Linked DNA regions of Mus musculus: all the other regions are linked to region 6. A link is a contact called in public HiChIP or PLAC-seq and promoter capture Hi-C data. All regions are on one chromosome and are shown on one strand. The core of a region is the stretch at or near the end of the contact, and the rest is flanking DNA. Distances in the headings are between cores, read along the strand shown.

What was found. Promoter capture Hi-C pulls out the DNA fragments that hold promoters and counts their contacts. HiChIP or PLAC-seq counts read pairs in DNA pulled down with a chosen protein or histone mark.
Region 1: a contact with region 6 is called in an H3K27ac HiChIP or PLAC-seq map of extraembryonic endoderm stem cells, with 3 times the contacts expected there. The contact joins the promoter of Ubqln4 here to the promoter of Fdps in region 6. A contact is called at or near these places in 6 of 39 promoter capture datasets (cranial neural crest, erythroid cells, hippocampal neurons and 3 more), 1 of 484 Hi-C or Micro-C datasets (embryonic stem cells), 7 of 115 datasets of contacts at active chromatin or transcription factors (astrocytes, bone marrow-derived macrophages, cardiomyocytes and 4 more) and 3 of 9 other capture datasets (adipose tissue, liver and pancreatic islet).
Region 2: an H3K4me3 HiChIP or PLAC-seq map of the SCID.adh cell line shows a contact between it and region 6, with 10 read pairs. The contact joins the promoter of Mex3a here to the promoter of Fdps in region 6. A contact is called at or near these places in 5 of 39 promoter capture datasets (cranial neural crest, frontonasal cranial neural crest, hippocampal neurons and 2 more), 1 of 484 Hi-C or Micro-C datasets (embryonic stem cells), 5 of 115 datasets of contacts at active chromatin or transcription factors (the SCID.adh cell line, embryonic hindbrain, embryonic stem cells and 1 more) and 2 of 9 other capture datasets (adipose tissue and liver).
Region 3: an HNF4G HiChIP or PLAC-seq map of pancreatic cancer cells shows a contact between it and region 6. The contact joins the promoter of Lmna here to the promoter of Fdps in region 6. A contact is called at or near these places in 2 of 39 promoter capture datasets (cranial neural crest and liver) and 2 of 115 datasets of contacts at active chromatin or transcription factors (astrocytes and pancreatic cancer cells).
Region 4: a contact with region 6 is called in a promoter capture Hi-C map of pre-B cells, with 3 times the contacts expected there. The contact joins the promoter of Hax1 here to the promoter of Fdps in region 6. A contact is called at or near these places in 4 of 39 promoter capture datasets (cranial neural crest, liver and pre-B cells), 2 of 115 datasets of contacts at active chromatin or transcription factors (astrocytes and embryonic forebrain) and 2 of 9 other capture datasets (adipose tissue and liver).
Region 5: a FOXA1 HiChIP or PLAC-seq map of pancreatic cancer cells shows a contact between it and region 6. The contact joins the promoter of Il6ra here to the promoter of Fdps in region 6. A contact is called at or near these places in 2 of 39 promoter capture datasets (hippocampal neurons and pre-B cells), 4 of 115 datasets of contacts at active chromatin or transcription factors (astrocytes, embryonic forebrain, embryonic midbrain and 1 more) and 1 of 9 other capture datasets (adipose tissue).

The regions. Positions count from the first base shown.
Region 1 is chr3:88,552,293-88,554,992 of GRCm38.p6, forward strand. Ubqln4 (ubiquilin 4) reads left to right here and starts at 1,424. Exons shown (of 11, transcript NM_033526.2): 1 at 1,424-1,620. The coding sequence starts at 1,513. Lamtor2 (late endosomal/lysosomal adaptor, MAPK and MTOR activator 2) reads right to left here and starts at 659. Exons shown (of 4, transcript NM_031248.4): 1 at 504-659; 2 at 63-225. The coding sequence starts at 571.
Region 2 is chr3:88,530,544-88,533,243 of GRCm38.p6, forward strand. It overlaps Mex3a (mex3 RNA binding family member A), which reads left to right and starts at 1,403. Exons shown (of 2, transcript NM_001029890.3): 1 at 1,403-2,305. The coding sequence starts at 1,852. Gm38618 (a long non-coding RNA gene) reads right to left here and starts at 1,337. Exons shown (of 2, transcript XR_867447.3): 1 at 814-1,337.
Region 3 is chr3:88,501,969-88,504,668 of GRCm38.p6, forward strand. Lmna (lamin A) reads right to left here and starts at 1,384. Exons shown (of 12, transcript NM_001002011.3): 1 at 780-1,384. The coding sequence starts at 1,135.
Region 4 is chr3:89,997,425-90,000,124 of GRCm38.p6, forward strand. Hax1 (HCLS1 associated X-1) reads right to left here and starts at 1,292. Exons shown (of 7, transcript NM_011826.4): 1 at 1,104-1,292; 2 at 314-579; 3 at 1-150. The coding sequence starts at 1,156. Gm19710 (predicted gene, 19710) reads left to right here and starts at 1,336. Exons shown (of 4, transcript NR_045749.1): 1 at 1,336-1,497; 2 at 1,721-1,873. It also overlaps a transcript of Ubap2l not described here.
Region 5 is chr3:89,911,898-89,914,597 of GRCm38.p6, forward strand. It overlaps Il6ra (interleukin 6 receptor, alpha), which reads right to left and starts at 1,299. Exons shown (of 10, transcript NM_001310676.1): 1 at 1,058-1,299. The coding sequence starts at 1,142.
Region 6 is chr3:89,100,699-89,103,398 of GRCm38.p6, forward strand. Fdps (farnesyl diphosphate synthetase) reads right to left here and starts at 1,269. Exons shown (of 10, transcript NM_134469.4): 1 at 1,164-1,269; 2 at 1-133. The coding sequence starts at 111.

The sequences.
Region 1 (2,700 bases), core at 174-2,673, 550 kb before region 6:
GTTGAGGTGGCAGAAGCAGGATAATCATTGCAAGTTCGAAGTCAGCCTACTTTACTCCATACCATGCAGTCCATCAGGATAAATTTGAGACTGTCTTCATTAAACGCTTGGTTCCCGTTCCTATCATACGCGGCCCAGATGTTACTGGCGATGGCCGCAGTGACCCGGGCATCTGTGTCCCCATAACCGGAGTAGGCCAGCAGCGATCCCTCATTATTCAGCAGCCTGGCAAGAATGGGAAGGATATCAACAAACTCAGGAAGAGTGAAAGGTCTGAGTTCCTATCCCAATTCCAGCTACTGGCGCTTTTAGGAAGCAAGAATCCAGGAACACGCTAATCAACTGTCCATTTCCCTTTCCGAGGAAGCCCTCAAGCAGGGTTTCCGAAGCTGCAGCTTGCAACATTAGCCACCTCCCGGCGTAGGGCTCTTCCCTACCCCTACTGCAGACAGCCGCGCGCCGCCCCATTCCAGCGCTCGCTGCTTGGGTTCTTGTTCACTCACAGGGTGCTCTGGACTCCTCCAGTGTTGGCTTGGCTTAGCACCTGCGTCAAAGCCTTGGGACGCAGCATGCCTGCGTCTCTTAACCCTGACCTGCACCAACACACCCCTACAGTCGCAGCCTCTTGCTCTCCCTCAGTCGCTTCCGGTGGCCCAGGAGCCCAGCTACGAGGCGCCTGGGAGTTGTAGTCACCGGGCCCATCTACTGAGGCTCTGGCCCAATTCCCGCCCCGCGCGAGGGCCTCTGGGAATCGTAGTTTCATGTGATCGCTCAAGGAATTCTGGGAACCATAGTTCAGCGTTCCAGTGGGACCATGTGGTTGTGGAGTTGGGGGGGGGGAGAGCGGGAGCGCAAGGACAGTGGCAACGGTGGAAATACTTTTAACATCTTCCACGCGAAGGACGCCTTCGTGCCTACTGGTCAATCGCAATCTAATAATAAATCTATCTGTTAGGCACATCCTTGACCATTTTTTAAAGCAATATTGTACGCTAGTCACAATTCTGTGGGGTCTTGCTCTTTTACTCCCAAGGCTCAGAGAAGCCACGTAGGCAAACTCCAGGTCTCTGAAACCGTCCTTAATGGCTCCCTCGGGGCGGTTCCCCGGAGGCCACGACTGCTCGAATCCGCAGAGGTCTTAAGGACGTCCTGAACCAGGAACGAACCCAGGCCTCTCAAGAAAACCAAGTGACCCCAGGGAACGGAGATAAGACGGCGACAACGAAAGTCCTTTGTCCGAACAGGAGGGAGCCGCAGGCGGCCCTGAATCTCCCGCCCTCCGCGCTGTCCGGCCCGGGCCAGCTGCGCACCCTGCTCGGGCCTGGGCCGCCCCAGCTGCAGTGCTCCCCCAGGCCGCCCGGGGCGCTGTGGCTGCGGCTGTCCGGAGTGGGCGGCGGAGCCTTGGGGAGGGGCGGGAGGGGGAGTTGGAGGCCCCGGAGTCGGGCCGGGCCGGGCGGGCCGGGAGGAGGAGGAGGAGGAGCCGGACGGGCTGGCGGGCGGCCGGGCGGCGGCATGGCGGAGCCGAGTGGGGCTGAGACGAGGCCCCAGATTCGGGTCACCGTCAAGACCCCCAAGGACAAGGAGGAGATCGTGATCTGCGATCAAGCCTCGGTCAAGGAGGTAGTATCTGGCTGGGAGGAGACAGGAGGGCGGGAGCAGCGCACCGAGGGGGTCAGAGCAGAGAGGGAGACCTCGGGGTCGGCCTGGCGCCGGGGACGGGCCCCCGGCCGGGGCGGAATCCAGGGGCATACAGGCGGGAGAAGCGGGTAGGGGGCGCCCTGCCAGGGCTAGTCCGGGGAGCGTGGCGCGGGTAGGGGCCGGTTTGGCCGCGCTACCCGGGCTGGGGGCGTGGTGGGGGAGCTTGAGGAAGGGACACCTTGCTTGCGGGCTCCATTTGGAGCCTAGGCTTGAGGAGAGTGTGCTCCAGGGTCACTGGTAGAGGTTCCAGGCGCTAAGGCACCGTGCGGCCCGAGCGAGCTGCGGCTATGCTCTCCCGGGAGTGTCGCGTGGTGGTGGTGCCCTCTCTCTCTCTCTCTCCCTCTCTCTCTCTCTCCACAGAGCCTCCTTGTCGCAAATCGAAACGGTTGTGTAGTTCAGTTTTCTGCTCTACAGGATTTGCTGAGCGCAGTAGGTGCTCAACAAAATAATATAGAATGAGTGAGGGAGTATTGCCTGTGTTCCCCACTGCTTGAAGCTGCTCCAGAATTGCACATAGGCGGGGCTTAGAATAGGCCATCTGGTTGGAAGAGAGGGATCTTTTGCTTAGCAAGTGCACTGTTTATAGTTAGAATATGTGTTGTGTTGTGTTGTGTTTTGGAGGAGCTGATAGAATCTAGAAAATTTAACTCGCCCCAGTGTAGCCGTTGGTACCACTGCTGCTCTCTCATTAGAGAATTTTAAGTCCCCTGGGAAAAGCTGAATTATAAAACAGCTCTTATTGAGAATGTGTCTGATGAAGACATTGATGTCCAGACCTGAGTTCCTATATCCCCGGATACATTACCTCTTCTCTGATCCTTATCTTTAAATTCCCAGCCCTGGGGAGGTAGAAGCAGGTGGATCTATCTGAGTTCGAGGTCTACATAGAAAGTTCCAGGACAGCAAGAGCTACATGCAGAGACCCTGTCTCTTAATTAATTAATTAATTAATTAAATTTAATTAATTTAATTAAGTAGAGATGGTAACTAACACACTAGATT
Region 2 (2,700 bases), core at 153-2,652, 570 kb before region 6:
ATACCGAAGGGGGAGAGCCACAACTCTCATACCCACCGACCACTCAGCTCAGACTCCAGCCTTCCCAAATGCTGTGCAAACGCACTTTCCAAAAATCAGCTTATAAGGACCGGGCCTGAGCTCAGCCCTCCTGGCCTTTGGCCTCACTGTGCCTCCTGACATCCCCATTGTCAATCTACTGCCCTACCTTCATGCAAAACTTTTCCTCTAGACTAGCTCAGATTTCCCAAAGGAAACCCCTCGGGCAGGGGCGGGACTCCTACCCACCCAGCATACCCATCTACTGTGATCCAACTTGGGGAGGTGACTCCTTGAGCCTGACCACAAGACCTTTAGATCCCATCCCTCTCTTGAAAGAAAAACAAAAACAAAAACCAGAAGATACAGAGTAGGGGGGAAGTAAAAAAGAAAGAAAGAGAAAAGAATGCAGTACACTCTAACTCCCCTCTTAACAGTCAAATCTTAAAAGCTTATTTATGATCTCTTTCGCCATATTTCTAGGGTTAAAAGGGCTGAATTACTGGTTTATAAAGGAGGCAAAGGAAACAGCGAAATGACCGTCCTAAGGGACAAAAGATTTCCTCCACTATATTCGAGGCTCAGGTCTAAAAAAGTAAAAATAAAAAACCTGGGTTCTCAGGGGCCCCCAATCTCACTCCTGTTACTCAAGGTTCAAGGCTCCAAATTAAGCCATACGAAGCCTCTAGGACCCTTCTGGCTTCCCGGATCAGCCCCCACCCCCATCCTCTCCCTCCACGCCTCCTCATCCTCCCCGGGTCACTGCACGGACCACGGGGGCACGAACTAACTCACCTCCCAGTCGTGGCCTCTGAGATCCCGGAACTGGGGGGCTGGGGGAGGGGGAAGGGCTTGCTACCTCCGAGAAGAGAGGGAACCACATCCTCTACCGGGGGTCCCACCCCCAACCGAACGCCCCTTCCTGGCCCCCACACAGCGCAGAGACCTGCTCCTCCCACTGTAGCGGCCGCGGGCTTTGTCTGCTCCACCAGCTCTCTCCCAGAGGCCCGAGCCCGTGGACTCCGCGATCGCGCGCGGGAGGAGGGAGGGCACTGCAGCCACGAGGCCGCTCCGCCCCGGCCCTCATTACCATAAGAAAGAGGCCCGGGACCCGCGGGCAGAGGAGAAACGCCTTTCCACACCCGCTCCCTTCCCGCATACTGCCAGCTCCTAAAATTTCTCGGACCACAACTCCCAACCCACCCGAGGCTTTTCCCGTGACCAGTGGGCAGAGCCCGAGGGGCGCAATCCCCTTCTTGCCCGGGTTGAGGAATTCCTCCCCGCGCCCGAGGGCGGGAAACTACAACTCCCGGCATGCCCCGGGCGCCCCCGGCGCGCCCCCCTCCCGTCAGTTCCATGCTGCTCCATCCAGTTCATTTAAAACAAAAGAGTTTGAGCGCTGGAAGGGGCTGGGCTCTATTGGGGGCCACTGAGCGACGCTCCGGGACTGGGGCTCGGTGCGGGAACCTAAGGGGGCGTCTGCTCGGCGGAGGGTAGAGACTCTGGGTCCGAGGCGGAGGGGTGGGGGCTAGGGCCCGCAGCCCCCCACCCCACCCCGTCACCCCGGAGCGAGAGGAGATCTGCTTTCTTGGTTTTGCTTCTTTTCCCCCACCCCCACCCGGGGGCTGGGGCGAGGGGAGTCAGGTTACAGGGTGCTTGGGGAGGGGGGCTTAGGGGTGGGTCTATCTTTCTATCTCGCTTTCTTCCCCCCTCCCCAGCTCTTTGTTCCCCCTCCCCACACACCCCCTCCTCTCCTCTCCCCTCCCCTCCTCTCTCCTCTTCTCCCTTCCACCACCTCTCTCTCTCCCTCTCTCCCCCAGCTTTTGTTTCGCCATGCCTAGTCTAGTGGTATCTGGAATAATGGAAAGAAATGGGGGCTTTGGAGAACTAGGATGTTTCGGGGGAAGCGCTAAGGACCGAGGGCTGCTGGAAGACGAGCGCGCCCTTCAGCTGGCTCTTGATCAACTCTGCCTCCTGGGTTTGGGGGAGCCCCCCGCCCCCACGGCGGGCGAGGACGGGGGAGGTGGGGGGGGCGGCGCCCCCGCGCAGCCGGCCGCCCCCCCGCAGCCGGCCCCGCCGCCGCCGCCCGCGGCGGCCCCGGCCGCCCCGAGCGCGGCCCCCGCGGCGCAGACGCCCCAGCCCCCCACCGCCCCCAAAGGGGCGAACGACGCCAAGCTCTGCGCGCTCTACAAAGAGGCCGAGCTGCGACTGAAGGGCAGCAGCAACACCACGGAGTGCGTTCCCGTGCCCACCTCCGAGCACGTGGCCGAGATCGTGGGCAGGCAAGGTAAGCGGGCGTCTGGACACTGCGAGGGTTGGAGTGGGGGCTTGCTGTCCCCGGCACGGAAAGTTCATCGCTTCCTTCTTTGCGCGCCTCTGGCTCTGTCCCTTCCCGACAAAGGGGGCCCCGCCCCCTGCCCAGATTCCAAGTGCCACAAAGTTCCCTGCTACCCCTAGTCGGGACGACTCTCGGGACCCTTCCTCCCCTGGGGCTCCGCCCGTAGACAAAGAAATATCCTGGAACTGGGAGAGGAAAGGGGAGGGGGAGCTGCCTCCCAATCCCAGGGTCTGTGCGGAGGGGGTGTCGGCTCCTGGCTGGAAGGACTGACGGAATGTGCAATTACTTGGGAGCCCCTACTCTAGTTTCTGCTTGTATACTGGGGAGGGGGCACTCCTGGGACC
Region 3 (2,700 bases), core at 134-2,633, 600 kb before region 6:
GACAGAGCTTCCAAAACCCTTAAGTCACCAAACAGAGAGGGCCCAGACTGGGGTGTCCCCGACTCAGGCATAACAGAATTTCCAGAGCCATTAGCTTCTGTGCCCGGTCTCCCTCCCCACCCTCCCTTGCATTCCTCGACCAGGGAGGCCAAGGGCTGTGGGAGCTGCGGGGGAGCAGATCTCCTGGTGTGCTTCTGGTGGGCCTGAGAGTCTAGGAAAAGCTCCAGACATTCTCAGCTCCTAGAAAGAACCAGGAGAAGGCCGTGCTTACACAGCCATGGGAGAAAGGGGCTATGCAGCCTTGGTAACTCCATTACAGTACCACTGGACAAATGTCAGTGTGGGCGCTATGTCTTAGTGGACATCATGTGTTCAGAGCCACGTTGGGCAAGATTGGCAAAGTGCCAAACCTACCAAGAAAGTTCTAATAAAACCCTTTCACCCATTCTGATGTGTCCCGGGCGGCGTTCGGGAGTTCCAAGACCTGGTAGAGCCTGTTCTACCTTCCTCAAGCCCATCCCCCAAGCTCCAAATGACTGAAAAATCCCACCTTGACAGCATAGGCCCTGTCACCAACGCTACTTGGTCTCAATGCCCCCACCACTCTTTATATCCCCCACCCTCTCACAGAGACCCCCTCCCTTCTATGTCCTATCATGTCTATTACCCTTGGCACTGCCAGTCACCCGCGGGAGGCAGTTCCGGGGAGGGAGGGGACTAGATGGCCAGTTACAGGCGACTGCTGCCTCCCTGGTGCCGGCCGGCCGGGCCTCACTCACCGAGCCTTCAGCTCCTTGAACTCCTCACGCACTTTGCTCAGCTCTAGCTGGAGGCGGGCGCGCTCCTTGGCCACAGAATCAAGGGTCTTGCGGGCATCCCCCAGCTCGGCCTCGTAGGCCGCCTTGATGCCGGACACCTCTCGGCTGACCACCTCTTCAGACTCAGTGATGCGAAGGCGCAGCCCCGCGTTCTCGGTCTCCAGGGAACGCACGCGATCGATGTACACGGCCAGGCGGTCATTGAGCTCCTGCAGGTCCTCCTTCTCCTGCAGCCGGGTGATCCGAGTGGGCGACAGTGGGGTAGAGCTGGCCTGCGCCCCACTGCGGGTGGCGCGCCGCTGTGACGGGGTCTCCATGGCCGGCAGGGTGACAGTGCTGCCCGCTGGGCAGGGGTCCCGAGAAGGGCGCGGGACTTGGACAGAAGGACAGAGGCTGCTCAGGGGGACAGCGAGCCGGCGAAGCTCGCTCCTGGCAGGCGTGGAGATCTGGGCTGGGCGCTGGCGCACCTCGGGATCTGGGTTGGCTGGTGTTGAGGCTGAGGCAGCGTTCCCGCGAACACTGAGTCACTGACAGCCAGGCAGAGGCTCTAATAGGCCCTCCTCTACAGGGGGTGGATCCACTGCTCTTAAAGGAGCCATCCTGTACCCAAAGGGGCGGGGGCAGGTATGGTGAGGAGGAGCCAGCATGCCAACCCTCACTCTGCAGAACACCCCTTTCTGGCCTGGGGCTTCACAATGTTGGTTCCTGCCTACTCAACTCTAAGCTTGCCTTTGGCCTTCTGGAGTAAAGAGCAGAGCCAAAGAATTTGAGTGGGTGGGCAAAGGGTAGTGGTGAGGGACCAGGGGAAGTAGGTGCAAAGTGAGGGAGAGGATCAGGCATCCCCAGAGAGCCAAGGAAGTTGGGGGGAGGGCTGAAGCTGCTGCCCATCAGTGACTCACCCCACTTCCACCACTGGCTCCCCTTTCCTCAGTAGTAATAGTGAGTCACCTCTCCCCCGCGCACAGAAGCGGCCAATCCAGGAGAGTGGAATGGCAAAGGAATGGCTGTGTTTTTAGGTAACTGAGGGATTACTTTATGCCCTCAAATTTGGGGGCAAAGATCAAGGACCTCGGGAAAAAACAAAAAACAAAACCCAAACCTATGCACTTCCCTTATATTTTTGGCTTTAAAACCAAACATTGGGTTTTAGATCTAAGAAATAAGCCTCAGTCCCCAAGAGAAGGCCAAGAATAGAAGCCAGAAGTTGGCCCCGCCCACTCCCCCCTCCCCTTTCATTTGGACCTAGACAGCTGGAAAAAGGGGCTGCTGAAATCCCTCGTTTCAGCCCCTTTCTTCAGCTCACTCCACCCAACCAAATCCAAGACTGTACTTATTTTTTTCCAGGACTGTACTTATTTTAATGGATAATTTAAAACAGATACCAGAGCTGTGCTGTGCGTGCATTCAGCACATGGCCAGGACACCAGGTTCCAGATTTTTGTGGCTTCGAGAAGGGCCTGAAAAGAGGAACGGGGTCAGAGGGTTGTTAATGCAGGGTCTCCATCCTGGTTCCATCTTAAACGGTGTGAGCAAGAACAGCAAAGCTACCCCCTCCTCAGCCACTGCATGCCTGTCTAGCCAGTTCTGGGTGGGCCCTGACTAGATGATCTCCCAATACAGTAACCTGGTCCCCTGGTTCCATGTCCCGGGGTCTCCAGCCTCCATCAAAGACTCCCGATCAGCTGTCTAATCCTCTCCTGTAACCCTAGCCTAAGCCTTACTGGCCCTGGCATCCCCTTCTGCCATGTTCCTTCCCCTTTTGCCATGTGCTTTCCCCTGTCCATTGCTGATTAGCTTGCAGTTCCTGCAGGTCCAGGCAGTGGGCTTGAGTTGGGACTCTTAAGAGATTTTGTTGTTGCTGCTGCTTTTTTTGTTTTTTTTT
Region 4 (2,700 bases), core at 42-2,541, 900 kb after region 6:
GTTTTGGGGATTCAGGTTTTGCATGACTCTCCAAGACCCCCTCAAAGATCCTGGGTTGGTGACTATCTGGGTACTTAAGCATTGAGTCTCGTAGTGTCTGCCCCTCCCGCAGTCTCTCACCAGGTGTTTCTGACTCAGGACCTGGAAGTTCTGTAGAAAGTTGGTAGGTGATTCTGGGATAGGAAAGGCCTTAAACATTTTAAGTCTTTTAAAAATCAATTTCTGTAGACTATCCCAACTACTCTGCAAGTTCTGTTATTCATCACTAACCCACTAGAAACCCATAGGGTCTCCCTCAGGGAAATTCACACACCAGGAGAGTGGGAAGGCAAGGTCCAGGCCCCCATCTCGCTGAAGATGCTATTAAAATCTCGTACTAGATCATCAAAGCCAAAGTTGCCGTGGAATCGCATCCCTCCCCTGGGGCTGAAGCTGAAACCGAATTCCTCTGGAGGCTGAGAACCATCAAACGCATAGCTCTCTCGACCCCACGCGCCTCTGTCTTCCTCCGCTTCGTCATCATCATCATCATCGTCGTCATCATCTCGAGTCATCCCTCCAAAAAAAGGATCTCTGTGGCTGAGAGTGAAGGCAAATAAGCCACGAAGACTTCAACACTGTCTAAGCCATAAAAATCAACACAAGGGCAGCAAACTGGGCCAAAGAGGGGTCTGGGCAGCTGAAAACACAGGAGATCTGGTTTCAGAACAACGTTGATGGATCTATTAGGGTTTTGTATTGTTTCTAAACAGAGCCTCTCCGCACCTCCCAACAGCTGCCAGACGACCCATGGTTTTTCTTCAGGGTCATCCAGCCTACTACTAATCGCCCAATTACTTGCTCATGGTCCTCTTCCCCAGACCCCCATTGTTTTCTCCGCCCAGGTCCCTGTTGCATCACCCAGGTCTGGAGAAAGCTGCCGTTTCTGTCCTCTTAACCACTGCTTTGATTACTGTGGCGGGGTGAGTACTCAAGAATGCGATCTTTGACCTCTCAGCAGGAGTTGAAGGGGGCGGGAAAGGAAGCTTTCCAAAAATATGATGAAGGGGTCAAGTGTCCACCAAAACACCCCTCCCGTATATCCAGCCCAGAACTATTCTCACCTCCGAGGTCCAGGAAAGCCGAAAAAGCCTCGGAAAAGATCAAAGACGCTCATTCCAGTAGGGGCACTAGAAACTTTGAAGCTCTGCAGCCCATGGGCAACACGAGACCACGACCAGCTTACGCTACCCTGTCGGATATAGCCAGGGCTCAGCGTTCGCTGCCGGAAAGCAACCCTACGGTGCGGCGTTGTCGTAAAAGTCGTAAGCCGGAGGAAGAGGCGGGGCTGACCGTGCTCCTCAGACACGAAGCTTCTATACGCTACCTTTCAGTTTTGAGTGAGGGTGGACGTGCGAAATTCCCAGTTCAAGATCACGTCCCTTCTAGGAGATTCTTTCTCCTGCTGATCTGCCAGGCCCCCGAGGGGGGTTTCCGTTTCTCTCTGGAGGGTCCCAGGTAGCCGCCAGAGGGAGTGGCCTGTTCAGAGGCCTGCTTCACCCCAGGATCAGAAAACACCCCCCACCTTGTGTTTTGTTTTAGACTGATGTCGGTGACGTCTAATACTAGGCTAGGCGAAGTTACCTAGTTCCTTAAACCGCGATTTCCCTACTGCTGAATAAAGATGCTAGGAATCTCTTCAGCTAGTAGGGAGTTTTTAAGCTTGTTTTTTTCGATACAGGGTTTCTGTGTGGTGTTCAGACTGTCCTGGAACTGATTGTAGACCAAAGGGGCTTACAAACCCGCCTGCCTAATGCCTCCCAGATGCTGGGATTTAAGGCGGTTACCACCACACGCTGCTTTTAAAAAACTAAACAGATGGCCAACTAACAAGGTAAGATTTGTAGACTAGGCAGGAACGAGAAGCTACTTGTGTCTTGGGAAAACCATGCCGTAATGAAATTTGATGGTGTTTTAATCCACTCGGGAGGTATAAGGCCAGCCTGCTCCTCACTGAGTTTCAGGCAAGTCGGCTACAGAGTGAGACTCTGACTCAAAATAAACAGACCTCCCTCACCTCCTCAGCACAGAGGATATTTGCAGTTTTGGAAGGCTGAAACAGGATCTCGAGTCCCTGGCAATATGGCTCTTACAAAGAAAAATGAAACTTCTCTTTCACGTAATTGAAGTCCAAAAACCTTTTACTGCACCATGCCCCCACCCCAGGTCTTGCTCTAAGATCATCCATTCTTTTCCCAAAATGTAGGCATTTCAAAGCCACATAAAATAGGCAAGGCAGGGTGTAGTGCTGACAACCTTTAACCTTAGCACTCAAGAGGTAGAAGCAGGCAGATCTCTGAATGTGAGACCAACCTGGTCTCCACACCAAGCTCCAGGCCAGTCAGGGTTACATAGTGAGACTGTCTCAAAAACATAACTCAGAGAACAAGAACTACTATACTCCTCCAAAGAGAAAAAGACCCCAAGATTGAGTTCTGCCGGCCAGCAGCTAATGCTGGCTTGAGACTTCAGAATCCTTTAAAACCATGCTTAGATTCCCACAAGGTCCTTTGCCTTCTAAATGTCCTTAGCTCCTTCCCCTTTCACTTCCTGAAACGTGCTGTAGATGAGGCAGTTTCTAGAAGAAATGAAGATTTGCAGTAGTTCTTTCCAGTCACAGAATGTATAAGGAAATCCCCTTAAGGGCAAAATATTAGCACA
Region 5 (2,700 bases), core at 49-2,548, 810 kb after region 6:
CTCAAGAGATAGAGGCAGAAGAGGCACAAGTTTGAGGCCAGCCTGGGTTATGGGAGAGCCTGTCTAATATATATATATATTTTCTTTATATATATATATATAAAGAAAATATAGGTAGGGGTAACAAACCAAGCTTGAGGAATTCTACCTTCCAGGCAGAAAGAAAGCCTGGAAGCCACTGTCCCCACGACCAGCACAGGATAAATCTCCCCCATGTCCTTTGGCTCTTTCTATGTTGTTGAATAAGCCCTCAGCCCCTAAAATAACCTGTAGAGAAGCAGTCTCCCAGTTCCTCCAGAAGAGACCAGGCAGGCTGCTGGGCCTGAAGCCAGAGCCCACAGAGAGGCCTAGACCTACAAGGCAGAGTGCAAGGAAGGTAAACACAGTGCCCCTACCCTACCCTCCGCCTGGTCCACCTGCTAATCAGGGAGGGCTGGGGCAGGGGGCGGAGGCACAGTTCCAAGAGGTCCCACATCCTTTGCTGTCAAACTCACAGGATTGGGATGGATGTGGGTGTTGGCATTCTGCATGCTAGGGCTAGTTGGCTAAAGGAGTAAGTTTGTGAGGCGGGAACACCCATGACTCAGAGCCCATGATGTCAGACCCTTCACCGTCGGGTCACTGTCATTACACACGACATGGAATGTAGTAGAACTAAGGAAAGCCACGCGAGGTGCCACAACTAAAGCAGAGAGAGCCAGTGGCATAAAGGACTCTCCAGAAGGGACTACTACTGTTCCACTAGGGCGCGCCCTCTGGGTATCTCTTTTTGGAGCGACCCGGGATGCAGTTGAGTAAGACTGGGAACACTGGGAACCAGACACCAGAGTCAGGTTTCAGGAAAACACACTGTCCTGTACTCAGACTTGAGGTAACTGGCCAGACACAGACAGGAGCACGCAGTTATAGGCGCTAGACGCAACAGGGGGCGCGCGAACCTCCACCGCGTCAGCACAGGTGAGTCAGCCCAGGCTAGCAGCCGGTACCGGCGGGGCTCACTCTGCGAACGGAACCAGACAGTGTCACATTCCCCACGCCCGCTCCGGGTTCCTCTTACCCAGCGCGCGGCAGCTCCCGAGGACCAGCGCGACCGCGGGCGCGGCCAGCAGGGCGACCAACAGCGTGCAGCCGACGGTCAGCATGCTTCCTTCTACGCGGGACGGCGGGCGGCAGAGCGGCTCCGCAGCCGGGGCCGGGCGGCCGGCAGACTGGGGCAGCGAGAGCAGTCGCCCTCGGCCTCGGGCTCCACACTCAGCTCGCACTGCGAGCGCTCGCCCCGGCGTGGCTCAGATCGGTGTGGGCGCGACTTCCCACATGCACGTGACACACAGCAGCCGGCCGTCCTGGCAACAGTGAAACATTTGAGGAACCGGTGCTGAAGCTCCTCTTGGCAGCCCCGGCTCGCGGTTACGAAAGCCCAGTAGGATGGCGCAATCGGCCAGCGCTCCGGGCCACCGGAGGGGGTTACTTCCTGCAGCCGCGCCACACCTGAGCCCCCAGGGACCCCCACCAGGGCCCCTCCCCAGGTTTTGACGCTGAGATAAGGAGAAATATCCCCCTCCTTCCTTCCATCCGCGCCTCCGCTTGAGTTTTGCTTTCATGAGCGCCAGCCAGTGGCTCTGGCTGTTAAAGTAGAAGGCAGGTCAGTGTCCTGGGTGCTTACGGGAATCAAACAGGGAATCCGAAAAGACACCGATGTCTGCTTCGAGCCCAGAGATTGTGATTTAATTGGTCTGAAGGAAAACTTAGGCGTCCATAACCTGAGAAAAAGATTTCCTCTCATCTTCCAGTGGAGGAGCAGCTCTTTGAAGGCTACTGCAGAGGCAACGAAACCAGTGTGCGCTTTTGAGTCTGGCCCAGAGACACATGTGTTACCCTCCTCAAGATTGCTATCCCGATCCGGAAGTCTCAGTTTTCTCACCTATTAGAGATGTATTTTTAAGCCCATGATAAAGATTCCTGGAAACACTGTCGATGTACCTGGAGCCTAACTGCTCAACAAGGAGTAGGGCTTTGATTACCCATCATGACTTGACTGGACACAAAGGAACCGGCGTTTGCTATTTACCAGACTCCACCAAGGTTCCCTTCCAAGCTACAGAGCTTGAAGCTACAGGGCAGCTTCCCATGCAAATGCAGAGGGAAAGAAACACACTGAAAAGAAAATTTAGGGCTGGTGAGATGGCTCAGCGGTTAAACGCACTGACTGACTTCCGGAGATCATGAGTTCAAATCCCAGCAACATGGTAGCTCACAACCATCTGTAATGAGAAACAAATAAAACCTATGGGCCTGAGCGAGCCGGGCCGGAGCAAGAGGGAGAAGGGAAGGGATAAGAAAAAAAAAAGAAAGAAAAGAAAATGTAGATGGGGAGCCCTGGACCTACACCAGTATGTTTTAATGTATTCTTCCATTTCAGGGTTCAGCTGATTAGAGTCCATGGGGCAACTGGAATGTGTGTGTGCTGGCTGAACCCCTAAATAAGACATGACCTTATTTAAGCAACATGCTGGCCTCAGACCTAGGCATCCACCGCTCTCTGTGGATGTCAGAACCAAACCTGTACCCAGGACAATGGGATTGGTTTTGATGGCACTTCCTCAGCCACGCTATAAGTCGGAGAGAAAGGCATGGTTGTTCTCTCTCCCTGTGGTGGGGCAGGCATTTGGGAAGCAGAAGCAGGTGAATAGCTGTGAGTCT
Region 6 (2,700 bases), core at 19-2,518:
CTCTGGGTGTCCCAGCTCCTTCTCAGTCAGCACCTTGACGATCTGGGAGAAGTGCTGGATGAAATTCTGCTTTTCTTGGTTATAAGCATCCAATTTCTGGTTCCCATTCATTCTGACAGAGGAGCTAAATGCTCTGAGGGAAAAAAAAACACACACACAAACAAATGAGAGGGTGGCTCGGGTGCTTCCCTCCCCGAAGCCCCACACCCCAACCACACTCACCGAGGCTCCTCTGTCCACACTTGGCACCACCAGCGGGCACTGTGCCAGGCCCCCAGGACTGGACACCCATATGCCAGGGAGGGTCGTTGTAGGAAACCAAGCCACCTCTCCCGGGGTGCCCAGCAGGGGGCTGGCAGCAGGAAGACCCCCAGAGATCTCAGCCAGCAGGACAGGGGCATCCTGGGTGTGCATGGGGGTGGGGGCACCAAGCACTCCCTGCAGGAGCAAGCACCGAAGGCAGATGCTTGGTAGCAGTTACCTAAGGTATCCCCCAAGCCAAGCTTGTTACCTCCTGCATTAGAACGCCCCACCCCGCTTCTAAACTCAAGAATTACATAAAAAACACACAGGAAATGAAAAGTTTGTCGGAGTGACTGAGATCCAATAGATCTTCACTTAAACCGAAAATGGCTAAAACTGAACACTTTCTACTTCCAAGGTTGCGTTCACTACAATTCGGAACATTGTATTACGGGAATTACGGGATGCAAGGTCCTTAAGTCACAATGTTAATGGAGACACCGAACTGAGGTTCAGTGAATGTAAGAGAGCTGAGCTGACGAAGAGCCAAAGCTGGAACCCAGGAGTCCGGATGTAGGGGAAAGAGAGGGAAGCTCTTAGATAGTCCCAATGAGGGGACTGGAGCCGAAGGTGCTGTGCGCTTGTCATCTGTCCCGGCACTGGTGCTAACCGCAGCCGGCCTCCGAGCAACAGGTGGGCGTGGGAGGACTCACAAGAGTAAACTAAAGGCCTGGCGTACGGAAGACTTGAGGAAGACGCCAGCGTTTAGAAATTCACGAAGGCACAAGCAAACCGTTCATTCTGGCCCACCGACCCCAAGCCCCGTAACTCCAACACGGACTGGTCCTTTAGTGCCTCGGAGCTTCACCCGATCCGAGACACGGGTAAACCTCAGCTCCAGCCCCAACAATAGCTCTCACCTGTTCTTCAACGCGGATTCTCCCGGGGTCCAAGATGTTTGCGGCTTACACCTAAAAGCTGAGCGTGCATCCGCTCAGCACTCTGGGAGTTGTAGTTCCCAGTCTCCAGGCTCAGGAGGCAGAACATAAATATAAAACTACGACTCCCGGCATGCCACGGACTAGGCGGCAAGAAACTCAGACTTGTGTCTCAGGGTGGGTGTGGCCTAGTTCGCTGATTGGCTAAATTACCTCGTGTGAGCATGGGCCTTGTGACGGCTGGCCAATGAAAGGGTGGCGCGCGGACCATCAGCCCACTAGGCGGTCGGCGGTGTCGGTACACCCATACCGAAAGCCTGGGAAATTGGCTATCTAATTCCTAGCTATAGTTCTTCCAGTGCTTCTGGTTGACAGTGTTTCTAAGATCCCGGAATAACCAGCCTTGCAGCTTCCTATTTCCAACTCTAGCAAATCACTTCTTACATCTTTGATTCTAGTTAGGTGAAGTCGCTCATTTTTCCAGCCCTTAGAAGGGGTGAGGCAATAAGATCAAGAGTTAAAGCCATGGGGTGGGGCTGGAGGGAAAAAAAAAAAAAAGAGTTAAAACCAATATGGGTCGTGTAATGAGTTTTAGGCTACTTGGAAGACTATATGACTATATGAGAGAAAACAACACCTTTCCCCCAGGTACTTTGGCGCCCTTGAAGCAAAAAGGTAAAAACTCAAAGCAGATGTTAGAACTTTCGGCCTCACAGTTTGCCAGCCCACCACGTTGACTCCTTTTTACTCCACCCCAAACCCCATCGCGATCAGAAAAGAGACCTGAAACTACAAACCACCTCAGACATTAATGGACTTGTCCTTGAAGTATTAGAAATAAGTTTCATTGTCCCAAAGAAAGAGACCACTACCACTCCGGACTAAAAGGTTGAAGGGTCTAGACAAGATAAACTTTACACATTGGTTTATTCTGCAAGGTTTCTCCATGTAGCCCTGGCTGTCCTGGAACTCTCACTGTAGACCTGGCTAAACTTCAACTCACAGAGTGAGAAAATAGTAGATTGAACATGGCTCGCAGAGGGGACTAGACCATGCATAAGAGAAGGTAGGGAGCTTAAGGGAGGGCCAAAACAGCATAGCCGAGGTTATAAGAATGTGAAGTGAGGGAAGAGAAGCTCCTGAGATAGAGACGTTTAGGATAATGGGGGAGCTGAGAAGAGCCAGGAACATGTGATATACTGTGAGAGCCTGGATATACTGGGGGAGCCTGGAGGCCGGCATAATTTTTGTCCCTTCTGCTGCCCATGTAAGGGTAACCCCTTTGGTAAAGGGGAACCGGTTTCACAAGTTCCTAACGAATGCTAGTTTTGGTCAGAATTTGAGGAAATGGAGTTTTCTTTAGAGCTCCTTTGGACAGTAACAACATAAGAAACAGACAAGCCAGGGTAACAAAAATAGTCATGAAACAAACTCATGGTAATACCCAATTAACTGCCAGGATGCCAAGTCTGTGCAAGAAGAGAAGAGCTGTCAACCACTGGCTTTGCAAATGGAAAAG